Regions from separate parts of the Sus scrofa genome. Here region 1 is linked to region 2. A link is a contact called in public Hi-C data. All regions are on one chromosome and are shown on one strand. Each heading gives the region's core, a stretch centred on a gene start, on an enhancer-like site or on the middle of the called end of the contact. The rest is flanking DNA. Distances are from core to core; before and after follow the strand shown. Region 1 overlaps LOC100622439 (a long non-coding RNA gene). Region 2 holds the start of IL10RA (interleukin-10 receptor subunit alpha).

What was found. A called contact is a pair of places that touch in the nucleus more often than the background predicts.
Region 1: a contact with region 2 is called in a Hi-C map of blood, with 3 times the contacts expected there. The contact joins the enhancer-like site here to the promoter of IL10RA in region 2. A contact is called at or near these places in 2 of 5 promoter capture datasets (fetal liver and fetal skeletal muscle), 18 of 47 Hi-C or Micro-C datasets (alveolar macrophages, blood, embryonic fibroblasts and 8 more) and 1 of 2 datasets of contacts at active chromatin or transcription factors (alveolar macrophages).

The regions. Positions count from the first base shown.
Region 1 is chr9:45,373,484-45,379,854 of Sscrofa11.1, forward strand. The region is part of intron 1 of LOC100622439 (a long non-coding RNA gene); the gene reads right to left. Among named protein-coding and RNA genes, the nearest start is that of TMPRSS4, 24 kb to the right of the region's middle. Within about 2 kb of position 3,443, at least 3 of the 83 cell types and tissues checked have an H3K27ac peak or open chromatin away from gene starts, as enhancers often do.
Region 2 is chr9:45,306,820-45,312,977 of Sscrofa11.1, forward strand. IL10RA (interleukin-10 receptor subunit alpha) reads left to right here and starts at 3,708. Exons shown (of 7, transcript XM_005656637.3): 1 at 3,708-3,867; 2 at 5,923-6,037. The coding sequence starts at 3,801.

The DNA.
Region 1 (6,371 bases), core at 2,193-4,692, 66 kb after region 2:
CTTCCACCTACAGCCATGGCTGAATAGCTACAAAAAAGAACAAGAAAAAAAAGTAACGGTTTGGTTAATAATCAAAATGCACCATTTTATAAGCAAAATATATTTTTAACTCAAGAAAGTGTTATTTCACTAACCATCCCACAGGGTGTTGCAAGCATGACCTGAAGCTGCAACAGGAAATGGCCCCTTGATGTGGCCCACAGGCCTGGACAGCAAGCAGCGGCAGGGTGAGGGCCCATCACCAATCTCAGCAGGGGGGCCACTGCCCTGGCCCTGGCAGCAACAGGGAGCCATGCCATAGCGGGCCAGCAAAGGGGGATAGGGGGATAGTTCTGCAAGAGGTGGCCAGGAGGGCTGGTCCAAATAGGGAACCAGAGATGCCATCTGGGAATATTTCAAAGGGAAGCTGTAAATCTTGAATGTTTTTTCCACCTTTTTTTTTTTTTTTTCTGGCCCAACCTGTGGCACATGGGAGTTCCCAGGCCAGGGATCAAACCCAAGGCACAGGCGCAACCTATGCCACAGCTGCGTGGCAACACCAGCTCCTTAACCCACTGAGCGGGACTGGGGATTGAACATGTGCCACCAGAGAAACAACGCTGGATCCTTAACCTACCGAGCCACAGAGGGAACTCCCTCATATTTCTTATTTTTAATTTCTATTTCTTCGGTGTGTTTTATAACATTCATATATACTAGAGTAGAAGTATAAATATAATTTATAAATACATAAATACCAGAGTGAACACTCAAAATTGTTTATGGATAGGAGGCAGGATCAAAAATTTGGCTGCTGTACGTCTACATTCCTCCCTAACTGCCGCTGCCTGGGTTGCTGTCAATAGTTTCTCCACGTAAACTGTACCTCCCACACTGGATGCTGGGGGAGAGGGGGTTGGGGAGCTGGTGGGGGCACCTGTGCCATTGAGTTCAAACCACTTCATGCGTAGTGGGGTCTCTGGGGCCTGGAGGGTTCTGAGGGGCCCAGGCTCCTTGGAGGAGCGGGTATGGGAAGCTCTGTAAAGTCTAAAGTCCTGGAAATAACACAGGGTCTGCCTTCAGAGGGACCTTCACTAGAGCCCACGTCCTAGCACAGGCTGGCTGTGCAATCTGGAGTGCCTACTCTGAACAGCAAGTTTGTCTTCTGTCCAATGAAGAGCTCAAGAGTGATACATAAGGAGTTCCCGTCGTGGCGCAGTGGTTAACGAATCCGACTAGGAACCACGAGGTTGCGGGTTCGGTCCCTGCCCTTGCTCAGTGGGTTAACAATCTGGCGTTGCCGTGAGCTGTGGTGTAGGTTGCAGACGCCCAAGAAATAGCAACAACAACAACAAAAAAGACAAAAGACAAAATAAATAAATAAATAAATAAATAATTTAAAAATAAATAAATAAATAAAAACTGCATTAAAAAAAAAAAAAAAGAGTGATACATAAGTCGTGGCCTCTTTGCAAGGCTCCCAAGAAGTAAGAGGAAAGGGGGCTTGGGGAATCCTAGAGCACCTTCCTTTCCAGAACACAGAGCGTCCCTGGCATGGGGTGGCCCCAGAGGCTCCCAGGTACAAAGTCTGTGAGGAGGGGGTGCAACAGGGCCAGCGAGGGGAACCTGACAAAGCCAGGTCTCTGCCCAAACAGGCCAGAAGTCATGCACAGCCCAGGTGAGCTGGGGCACCGGCACCCAGCCGCCCACACCAACCATCAGCCACCCCTGCCATCTCCAGGTTCCTGTAGCTGCTGAGAAAGTTCAAGGGTAAGTTGGCTTTCACTCTTTGACTCTTCTTATTCATCTCAGCCAGACCTTTGGGGGTAGGGGGAGAGGTGAGGAAGACAGCTGACATGCAGTCATTCTGAGCACCCCTGGGGTCCTCCTGCTCACAGCCTCCCTTTCCCCCAAGCCTCCACCGGCCCTCCTGACTCTTGTTTCCTAAGAAACAAGCACAGGCTGATTCATGCAGGTTGCAGAAAACAGGATAAACCCAGGCTGCTTTGTAGGGTTACAAGTTCAGAGGCTTTGGGGTTTTCTGGATCTAATCTTGAAGCATCGAGACACATCTGAATACTTGGATGATTCCCAGCTTCTCTTCCTCTTGTCACCCTGGTCACGCTGATGTGCACTGAACCCCAGACCAGAGGCTCCCAGCCCTTCATGCACCATTTGAAGGAAATGGATCCACTGACCTCCCCTAGTCCGTTCCCATCCCATCCGATTCCTCTGAGTCCCTGCAAAAGAACTTCTCTGGGAGGAGAACCAGGCTGTGGCTCGTTCCATTCTCGCATTTCTGACTTTTGCCATTTGGGGAAGCCAGAGAGCAGGTTCTGCTATGCACTTTTGCGGGGAGACACGAGGAGGGTAGAAGCAGGCTCCGTGCCACGTCCAGGGCCATGAAGGCATCAGTGGAGATCAAGGCCCGGCCTTCCACTCTAGCTTGGGGCACCAAAGCAGAGAAAGCATCCTTTCTGATTTTGAACAGACAAGGTCCTGCCTTTTACCACTCTCTGCTGAGACCCTGAAACAGACTGTGAGCTTCCCACACACAGGTGCACAGCTGCTCATCTATCTCTGTGTCTCCCTGCACAGCTCAGTGTCTGGCACAGGCAGCTGCTGAAGGGACAAGGGCGTAGCTGATTCAGCTCAGTCCTGCTGGGGCTAGCACAGTACTGCTTGATACAAGCTGCTATTGTAAAAGTTGCTGTCGTGGCTAAGCGGGTTAAGGACCTGCACGTTCCATCTCTGGCCTCAATCAGTGGGTTAAGGATCCAGCTTTGCCCCAAGCAGCATAGGTCACAGATGTGGCTCAATTCCAGTGTTGCTGTGGCTATGGTACAGGCTGGCAGCTGAAGCTCCAATTCAACCCGTAGCCTGGGAACTTTCATATGCGACAGGTATGGCTCGTAAAAAGAAAAAAATAAAATAAACAAATAAAGCTGCTGGGATTAGCTAGCACCTCTCTCCTCCCACTGCACTGGCTGAGATGCCCAGATTAAACGCGGGGCTTCAGAACCCTCAGAAGATCTTGCAAATCAGTGCTGAGTCTCAGAGCTCCATTTCCTGGGTAACAGCCTCAGATCAAGGTTTTACCCAGGTGTGAGCTCTCCCAACAGCCCAGGAAAGGGGTAAAGGTGAGAACCCTCGCTCACCACAGTGCAGATAGACAGGGTCAAAAAAAAAAAAAAAAAAAAAAAAAAACAACCTGTCAGCTCCACCCTACCTGTGTGAGCCCTCACCATGGGAGCAGAGGCAGGAGGGGAGAACACCACAGCCAGCCAGGTCATCTGTGGTTTCACTTCTCTGGTGAATCAGTTCCCTGTGCAGGAGCCCAGAAGAGCAACCTTGAGTTGAAATATTGTTGAGCCAATTGCAAATGAAGGCACAGGGTAGTGGGGCCGGGAGCAGGGTGTGAAGTCACACCTGCCATTGGTTCAGCCACGCCACATGTCCTTTGGCCCAACCAGCGAGCCTCCGAGGAGGGAACGGTGTACCTGCCTTGCAGGGATGGATGCAGAATGACTCAGAGCTGAAAGCGCTGGGCCAATGGGAAAAGCCTCCACACCTGTGCATTACTTAGAGCGTTAACTAACGGGAGCTATGGTCAGATTCAAGGCATCGCTTGGAACAATTTGGGGGCACTATTTGCATAGACTCAATATGAAAAGTCATCCCACCCACCTCCCCCTCCTCAGCAGAGCGGATCTGCCTCCCTTCCTCCAGAGAAGACCCCAGACTCTGATTTCCTGAATCCAATCTTGAATAGCTCCTCCGGGGTCCAGGGCCCCCCAGAAGGGAAGGAGAAAGGAGGGAGAACCAGAAACAGTCTGCTGCCAGGATTTTCCGCGAAGCTAATAAGCTTAGGTGTCAGGACCCTCACCTGCACGGACCCTTCCCAGCCTCTCGGCTTAATTCTGTGTTCCTGTTTTAAAGAAAGTCTCCAAAACCTTTTAAACTCCAGGCCCCCAAAAAACGGGTCTGCTCTGGCTCCCCAGTAGGACTCTTCTCTCCTCAGAAATAAGCTCTCATCATCCCCCATATGACAGCCAACATCCTCCACCAGCCAGCCTCCTCCCCCTGGATATCCACCCATCTTGCCAACTCGGACAGGCTGACAGGTTCCTGCTTCCACCACTCGGCTCAGGACACCCCCAGCCAGGACTGCATTTTTCCTAACTTTTTGGCCTATTGCACTGGCTGCTCATCCTTCCAGACCCACAGCAAATACTACCGACAGTAGGAAGCTGTCCCCAAGTCCCAGTGCCCTCCGCCCCTGGACTCAGCATGTCCCTCTGTCACAGTATTAACCCATAACATGGAAACTTCAGTTGGAGAGTCCACTTCCCCAACCAGGCTGTGTGCTCCTCTGGGATCCAGGCACATTTATCTGATTCAGATCCTCAGAGCCTACCAGCTCAGAGCTGGCTCCTCCCAGGTGCTGAGCAAATATTTCTCGAATGAATGGATCAATGAATGGCACTGCAATGACAGAATGATTTTAAAAGGTCAAGTTCAGTCTGGTTCCCACCTGCAGTCACTGCGCTCACTCTCACCACTCTCTTCCTGAGATCTTATTCTGCATCTTTGGGAAGTGAAGCCCTGAGAAACCATTTCTGGAGCCTTTGCGCCCCCTAGTGGTTGAATGGCCACCAGCCTCTTCCCGAAGAACCAGAGGCAACAGGCAGGGCGCAGTCCTTGGAAGTCCTGCACAAATGTTTGACCGCCTCCACCACTGACACACGCCTCCCCGCCCCTCCCGAAACAATGTGTCCACCAGGTTTTTATTCAGGTGGAGGAGGCTCAGGTCCTACAATTTCTGTAAGTCTTTGACCTTTAAGGTGCTATGACGACTATGGTCCAAAGACCTCACCCAGGACCCAGTTGCCCTGACAGTGTTGTGGCCACCACATCTCCCCAGGAGATCTCAGAAAAGGGAATGCCATCCTGCTTCCTGTGTCTCTGGTCTGGCATTCTTGCCTGTTGCTTTCAAGGGCCTCCACCTGGGATGTGTGCCTGGGCCAGGATGAGCCATGGAGCCCCAGTCCCACAGAAAGCGAGCACAGCAAAGTCCTGCTCTATTTCCTGGCTTCTGAGGAGCCCATCAGCTACTTTATTCCAACAGCCTTCCTCACTCTGTACCACATCTTGCTGCCACCAACCCCAGCCTTGCCACCTGGAATTGGGACTGAAAACTTTGTTTTGTCCGGGCCATGCAGTGTTGTATTCATACTTGAATGCAATGCCTTTCAATGACAGATGCCTTCTGCTGGTGTCTCCCTGCCCTCTGTTAAATATATCTGCAGATCTTTTTGACTTACAATGGAGTTACATCCTGATAAACACATCACAGTTGAAAATACGTCAAAAATGCATTTTTTAATTTTTTTTTTTTTTTTTTTGGCTGTGCCCTCTGCATGCAAAAGTTCCCAGGCCAAGGATCAAACCTGCACCACAGAAGTGACCCAAGCCACAGCAGTGACAACACCAGATCCTTAACTGCTAGGGCACCAACAAATTCCAAAAATGCATTTACTATACCCAACCTAACAAACATCATAGCTTAGCCTAGCCTACTTTAAACATGCTCAAAACAATCACATTAGCCCATGGGTGGGCAGAATCATCTAACACAAAGCCTAGTTTATAATCAAGTATTGAATAATTCATGTAATTTATTAAGTACTGTACTGAGAGTGAAAAACAGGCCAGTTGTCTGGGAAAGAATGGTCATTTCCTCTTGTGATCCCCTGGCTGATTGGGAGCTGTGGTGGCTGCCACTGCCCAGCATCATGAGAGAGTATCACACAGCCCATCACTAGCCAGGAAAAGACTGAAATTCAAAATTCCAAGTTCCTACTGAATGGGTATCATTTTGTACCATCAAAAAGTTGAAAATCAGAGTCTCCACTGTGGCTCAGCAGTAATGAACCCAAGTAATATCCATGAGGATGCAGGTTCAATCCCTGGCCTTACTCCGTGGGTTAAGGATCCAGTGGTGCTGCGAGCTGTGGCGTGGGTCTCAGACATGGCTCAGATCTGGCATTGCTGTGGCTGTGAGGTAAGCTGGCAGCTGTGGCTCCAATTCAGCCCTGAGCCTGGGAACTTCCATACACTGCTGGTGCAGCCCTAAAAAAAAAAAAATGTTGACAATCTTAAGTTGCAGCTTTGTTAGGTCAGGGACCATCTGTCATCTGTCATCCTCCCCGTCCTCCGTCCCAGCGTCTCAGCCCCTGAAGGATCTGAGTTAGAGACTCCTGCCCCGTACAGTTCATTCGCATCCTCCTCTTCACACCATTTCCTGTCTGCCTACAAAATCCTACTTAATTCTTTGCTTTGCTTTTTTTTAGGGCCGCACCTGCAGCATATGGAGGTTCCCAGGGTAGAGG
Region 2 (6,158 bases), core at 2,458-4,957:
AGAGACATCCAGAACCGGTATCTGTGCCTTCCAAGCTCTTTTATTCTCAGCCAGGAAAGAGGCAGGCAGACAGTGAAGGCACGTGGATGCTAATTAGGTTATGTAACCAACGGCACGAAGGCTCCTCTGGAGCTGGGCTGGCTCTTGGTGGCTCCTTCCCCTTACATCCATCGTTCTCCTTGACCCAATGACTACCAAGTGGCCCTAGGTAGCTTCCTTTTCTCTGATTTCTTCTCAGGATTGGTGCTGCTGAGGTCTCTCTCCCTGTTGTGTGTGTAACTGACACAGTGATCACAAGGTCTGGAACTTCCCTAATCACCACCAGAGACAGAAACTGCAAGCCGTGTCTGTTACCACAGTCGAGCAGCTGGATTTCCTACTGCTCAGATGCCCACCCTACCCCACTGTGATGTCCCAGCAGAAGCATCATCTGAAGACCAAGATGAAGTAGAGTGAAAAGGGAACCATCCAAAGCTCAAAATTTGTCCTAAAAATTTCCCAGTGTGGCCATGGGGGCAAGTGTCTACCTAGCCCTGCCCACATGTCCTCTGCTCCCACCCTCCCTCTTTCCGCAAACTTGGCCCTGAACTGTTCCTCCTCTCCAACTCCCACTGGCTCAACTCATTAGACACTTATCTTTCCAAGATCTCTTCCAAGATGGGAAAGGGCATTGTTTATAGGGTAGTAAAAGCATGAGCTCTGAAGTCCAACAGACCTGAGCTACAATTTTAGCTCTGCCATTCACTGGCTGAGTGATGCAGACAAGTGATGTAGGCCCCAACCTCACTCCCCCATAATCATAAAACATTAATAATTATATCAATCTCACCAGGGTAATAATAAGGTTAAATGAGACATTGTTTGCATGCTAATCAGGGTGGTTAGCACAGCTGCTATAACAAAAATTCCCAAATCTCAGAGGCTAGATACAACAAGAGTTCCCTCCTCCGAGTTCCCTCATGGTGCAGTGGATTGAGGATCTGGCACTGCCACAGCTGTGGTATCGGCTGTGGCTGCAGCGGGATTCACTTCCTGGCCCCGGGAACTTTCATACACCTCGAGTAGCTGCCTCCCTCCAAAAAAAGAGTTCTCTTCACTCAAGTCATAAGTTGATGCAGATTGGGTGTCTCTCCTGCATAGCTCCTCTCTAAGAGGTGATTCAGGGTCCCCGGCTCCTTCCATCCCCGTGGAGTCCTACACGGGGCTCCCTCCACTGGCTGACAGAATAGCAAAGACAGAGTCAGAGGCTGGGCGGGAAGTGGCACCCAGCAATTCAACTTCACTTTGGCTAAAACCCAGTCACATACTCCACATAATTGCAAGACAAGCTGGGAAATACGGTTGTCCTGGGTACCCAGGAAAAGGAAATAGAATTGCTCACCATCTAGCAGGTCTCCGCTACAATATTTAAGCATTTAGCACAATGACTGATACACAGCAAAAGTTTAATAAACAAAAGATACTGTTATAATTACTTCCTCCTATTACTTATCCTGATACTGGTATGAATACTAGAAACCACTGAACCTTAGGTGGACTTTTCAGAACACTAAGAATGAATAACTGCATACAAACCAAAACAATGTATTAATTTCTTTTTTAAAAAAAAAAGAGAGATGGTAATCATAGATGTGACAAAGCTCCTGTTCTAGGTGCTTTCTTTTAAAGATACACTAGAATAGGCCACATCCAAATGCTGACTCTGCCCTTAGCAAAACAGTCACCTATGTCAGCCATGGTGGTTTTCTCTTCTAATACAGGAGTGCTGATTTCGCCACTTTACAGGGTTCTTCAAAAAATAGATTCCCTCATGTCTAAACATATACTTCCCTCAGTCTGGAACACTCTCCCTATCCACTCTTCACCCAGCTACCTCCTATTCACTCCTCAGGTCTCAGCTTGATGTCACCTTCCCCAGGAAGCCTTCTTTATCCTTGACCCCATGTTTCCTGTCCCTGCGTTAGCCTGTACTTCCCTTCCCAGAGCACTTACCACAACATGTTAAAAGTCTCTGTTCACTTTCTCTGTCTAGCTGAGTGTGCATTTCTTGAGGGAAGGGGCCTTGTATTCATCACCATTTCATCCCCAGCCTCAATAATGTGCAGGCACATAATATCCCCAAGCTCATAATGATTTACAGTAAATGTATGTCCTATGAATAAATTAAGGATCCTGACCCTTCTTCAAATTGGTAAGTCAGGAGTTCCCACTGTGGCTCAGCAGAAACAAATCTGACTAGTATCCACAAGGAGGTGGTTTCAACCCCTGGCCTCGCTCGGTGGGTTAAGGATCCAGTATTGCTGTGAGTTGCGATGTAGGTCACAGACACAGCTGGATCTGGTGCCGCTGTGGCTGTGGCGTAGGCCAGCAGCACAGCTCTGATTCAACCCCTAGTCTGGGAACCTCCATATGCCACGAGTGCGGCCCTAAAAAAGGACAAAAATAAAAATTAATTAAAATAGTTTAAAAAATGGTAAGGCAGTATAGACTTGTAAACACAACTCAACATTAAACTAGAAGTAAAGACAAATTCAGATACAGTGCAGTGTACGCCTCCTTATAAAGGTCAAAGGGAACTAAAAAGTCATTTCAGAGAGTAGCCACACCCTGGGTCATGCCTGGGTACTTCTGAGCAATTTGCTACCTCTTAATCTCTCAGATGAGCAACAGAGGATGCAAAAAAGTATCCTCATGCATTAAAAACCCTGGGACTCTTCCTCTGGGCCAGGGTGAGAGTGTGGCAACAAGAGCTGACCACTGAGGGTGGCCACGACTGACCATGCATCCTGCTGGGTTTGCATATACTTCCCCACTATCCATGCAGCTGGTGTATCCCTAACCTTCACCCACCACCATCAAAAAACAAGGTCTTTCTAGTTCCACTGTAGACCCTCAGACACAGGATGGGACTGGGAGGCTTCCCCATATACACAGTCTGAATCATGTCACCACCCAACAAAGGTGAAGCAGCAGTTTGTCTGGGTGCCCTGATATCTCCTGATATCTCCTGGGTGCACCTGGAGTGAAGTCAAGCTGAGCCAGTTGACAGAGGTGATGAGTGACTGCTGAGGTTTACCCAGTTTTCCCTGAGTGCTATTACCCAGCAAGGAAAAAAAAAAAAAGCTCTAAACATGGGATTTCAGGCAAATGAGAGAAACCAAAAAAGGCTGGAAGATGTCATAGGCGCCCCTTCCAGAACATTAAGCAGGTAGAGGACTGCCTATTTTACTGCTGGTTTAGCTCAGAGCTCTATACCAAATACTCTGGCAACACCAAAACTCACATGTGTCCTCTCACACTTCGCCGAGCGCCTGGGATAATCTCCTTCCCCAACTCCAAGCGGCCATGGATCCTAAACCTACTTGTCCTTACCTTACCGTCTGTTCTGACACCCTCACCCCACTTTCTGCGCCCACAGGGGCAAGGCAGTCCCGAACCCCCTGCGCTCAACACACACACACACCCCTCCGGGCTACCCAGACTGCTTTCGCCCGCTGGCACTGGTCGTTCCCAGGGGGTGAGCGTTGTCCCGCACCCGCCCCAGGACAGCAGGCACCCGCCCTGCCCCTGTTTCCTCTCCACTGGCCTGAGTTGTCCTCGCTCGGCTGCTGCTCTGGCTCCCGGACGCCGCGGCTCGTGGGCGTGGCTCTCGAGGCCCCGCCCTTCTGACGTCAGCCCCGCGGGGGGCGGGCGGGGCTGGTGACCCGAGCTTTCAGTCTCAGCTCAGCAGAGCAGCGGCAGGAGGCGCGCATCCCGGCTCCGGCTTCTGCTCCCGCTCCGGAGGATGAGGCGCTCTCAGGATGCTGCCGCTCCTGGTAGTGCCGCTGGCGATGTTCCTGTGCCTGCTTCTAGGCTCCTGCGCGCACGGTAAGGATCCAGGGTCTAGCCCGGCCCTGCCCTCTCTGCGCCCGCCACGCTCCTTCTCCCACCCGTCGTCAGTCACCCCTACGTTGAAGTTCTGTGTACCACGGAGAACCCCGTCTGGCTGGCCCTTGCCGGAGAGGGGCTCCCATTTTCTCCCGCCTCCCCTGATCTCCCTCATTCTGGCCAGCCTGGGTCTCAGGCTCGCCCGTTGTGGAAGTGGAAGAGGCTGAGATTGATGGGGGAGTGGGGAAGTGTAGGTAGAGAAGTTAAATAACCCCACCACCACCACCGTCCACCCACCTCCCTGTGAGTCATAAATTTATCCTCGACTTTTTTCTGCTTAAAATGCTGGGACCGTTTCTCCCTCTGGGGAATTACTTTGATTCAGCCTGAGTTTACCTTCCCTTAGCTCTCTGATTAACCCCTTGCTGCTCCATGCCATCTCACCCCCATCTCAGCTCTTATCTCCCACTATCCCTGTCACCTCCATCGGATCATCCATTCTCCTTCTTTAGCCTCTAATGCTCTGGCCCTGACATCTGCCTCCCTCCTCCCTACTGCTACCCCTTAGCTGTCCTAACCCAGCCAGAAAGTTTCTGCAACTGAGAAGAGCAAACCCTGGAGAGAGAGAAAGAGAATGAAAGGGTGGGGAGTTGGAGGGACCAGGAGCAGAGGCAGGGAGAGCAGGGCCTGAAAGCACTTCTACAGTGACGCCAGAATACAAAGTAAGATATGTGGTCACCAGTCACATGACCGAGAGCTGGAGTCGGGGACATGCAGCCCAAACACCACAAAGACCCACTGCATTTTTTCACTTTCCATCTAGTGTTTTGAAATCGAGACATAGACTTGAAGATCAAAGACAGTACAGGAAAGAAAGCAAGGGACAGGAACAGATGTGCTTACTAAGTGAGAATGACAGAAAAAAAAAAAAAGCAAGCATTATTAGAAAGATGAGAAGCTGGAGTACAAGGGAAGCCTGGGAATCACTGTCAGATGAAGAGACAGTAAGGGATCAGGGAGGAGAGAAGAAGAACTGACTGTGGGTATTGGCCTAGACCTTCATTGCACTTGATCGGCAAGACTCTTAAAGTAGATGTACTTATCACACATTCTTAAAATGAGAGCACAGGTTCAGCGAGGTTAAATAATGTCCCAAGTCACACTGGCAAGTACTAGTTTGAGGTTCTTGAAGTTAGAACTTCCCGTGGGGAATGGTGTGGGGGTGGGAGGGGAAGACAGGAGATGGAGGTGGGCATTGGTATTTAGTATCTCACCTTGGAGCCAAGGGTGTCAGCTCTTTGCAGGAACATCCTCAGCCCAGTCTAGAACCAGGACTGCCTGTCCTCACATGCCCTGCGGCTGGGCATCTGGCTCTGGTAAAGCCCTCCTCAAAGCTGGCGAATGGGGCAAGCCCTCAGCTTGGGGTTCCGTGAAGAGCAACAGATAGATGCCAAGACACAGGGTATCTGTGTACCCAAAGAACTCCAGAGAAGAGGGCCTGGGGTTAGGGCAGGGGCTGAGGCCAGGATGGGGCCAGGTGTGGGGCTGGATCAGACACAGGCATTGGGCAGAGCCAGGGACTCTCTCATCTGAGAGCTCATGGTGAGCCTGCCTTAGCCCTTAGCCCCTGCCCTCTTGCCTGGGATGTATCTTACCTTGCTTGGCTCTCCTCACCCAGCAGCACTTCTGCTTCTGACCACAGACAGCACAGGACAGTGATTAAAGGACATGCACTAGCTCTGGGATCAGACACCTTTGGCTTCAAGGGCCCACTTTACCCCTTACTATCCCCATTGGGCCTGGGCAAGTCACTTGACCCTCTGAGCCTTCATTTCTTCTCTGGTAAAATTGGGGTGATCAATGTCTTCCTAGTAGGACTATTGTAATAATTAAATGAGACAATATATGTAAAGTCCTTAGCTGAGTGCTTAGCTCAAGGTCAAGTGCTCAGTAAAGGGGAGCTATGAGAATGCTTGCCATCATCATCAACTCCTCCCTGAGGGAGGGAGTGGGCTCTGCTGGCTCCAGTACTGACACTCTTCTCCCTGCGGACAGAACTGCCCAAGCCTCCATCTGTGTGGTTTGAAGCAGAATTTTTCCACCACGTCCTCCATTGGACACCCAGCCCGAATCAGTCTGAAAGTACCTACTATGAAGTGGAGCTCCAGAGGTAAGCAGAGGGGACGATGGGGAAAGGAGAGAGGTGGGTGAGGGAGTGGGTGAGTCCAGCCCCTTCTACCCGCTTGTTACTGAAGTGCCACCAGGAAGGACCCTGGCACATACCCATCAGT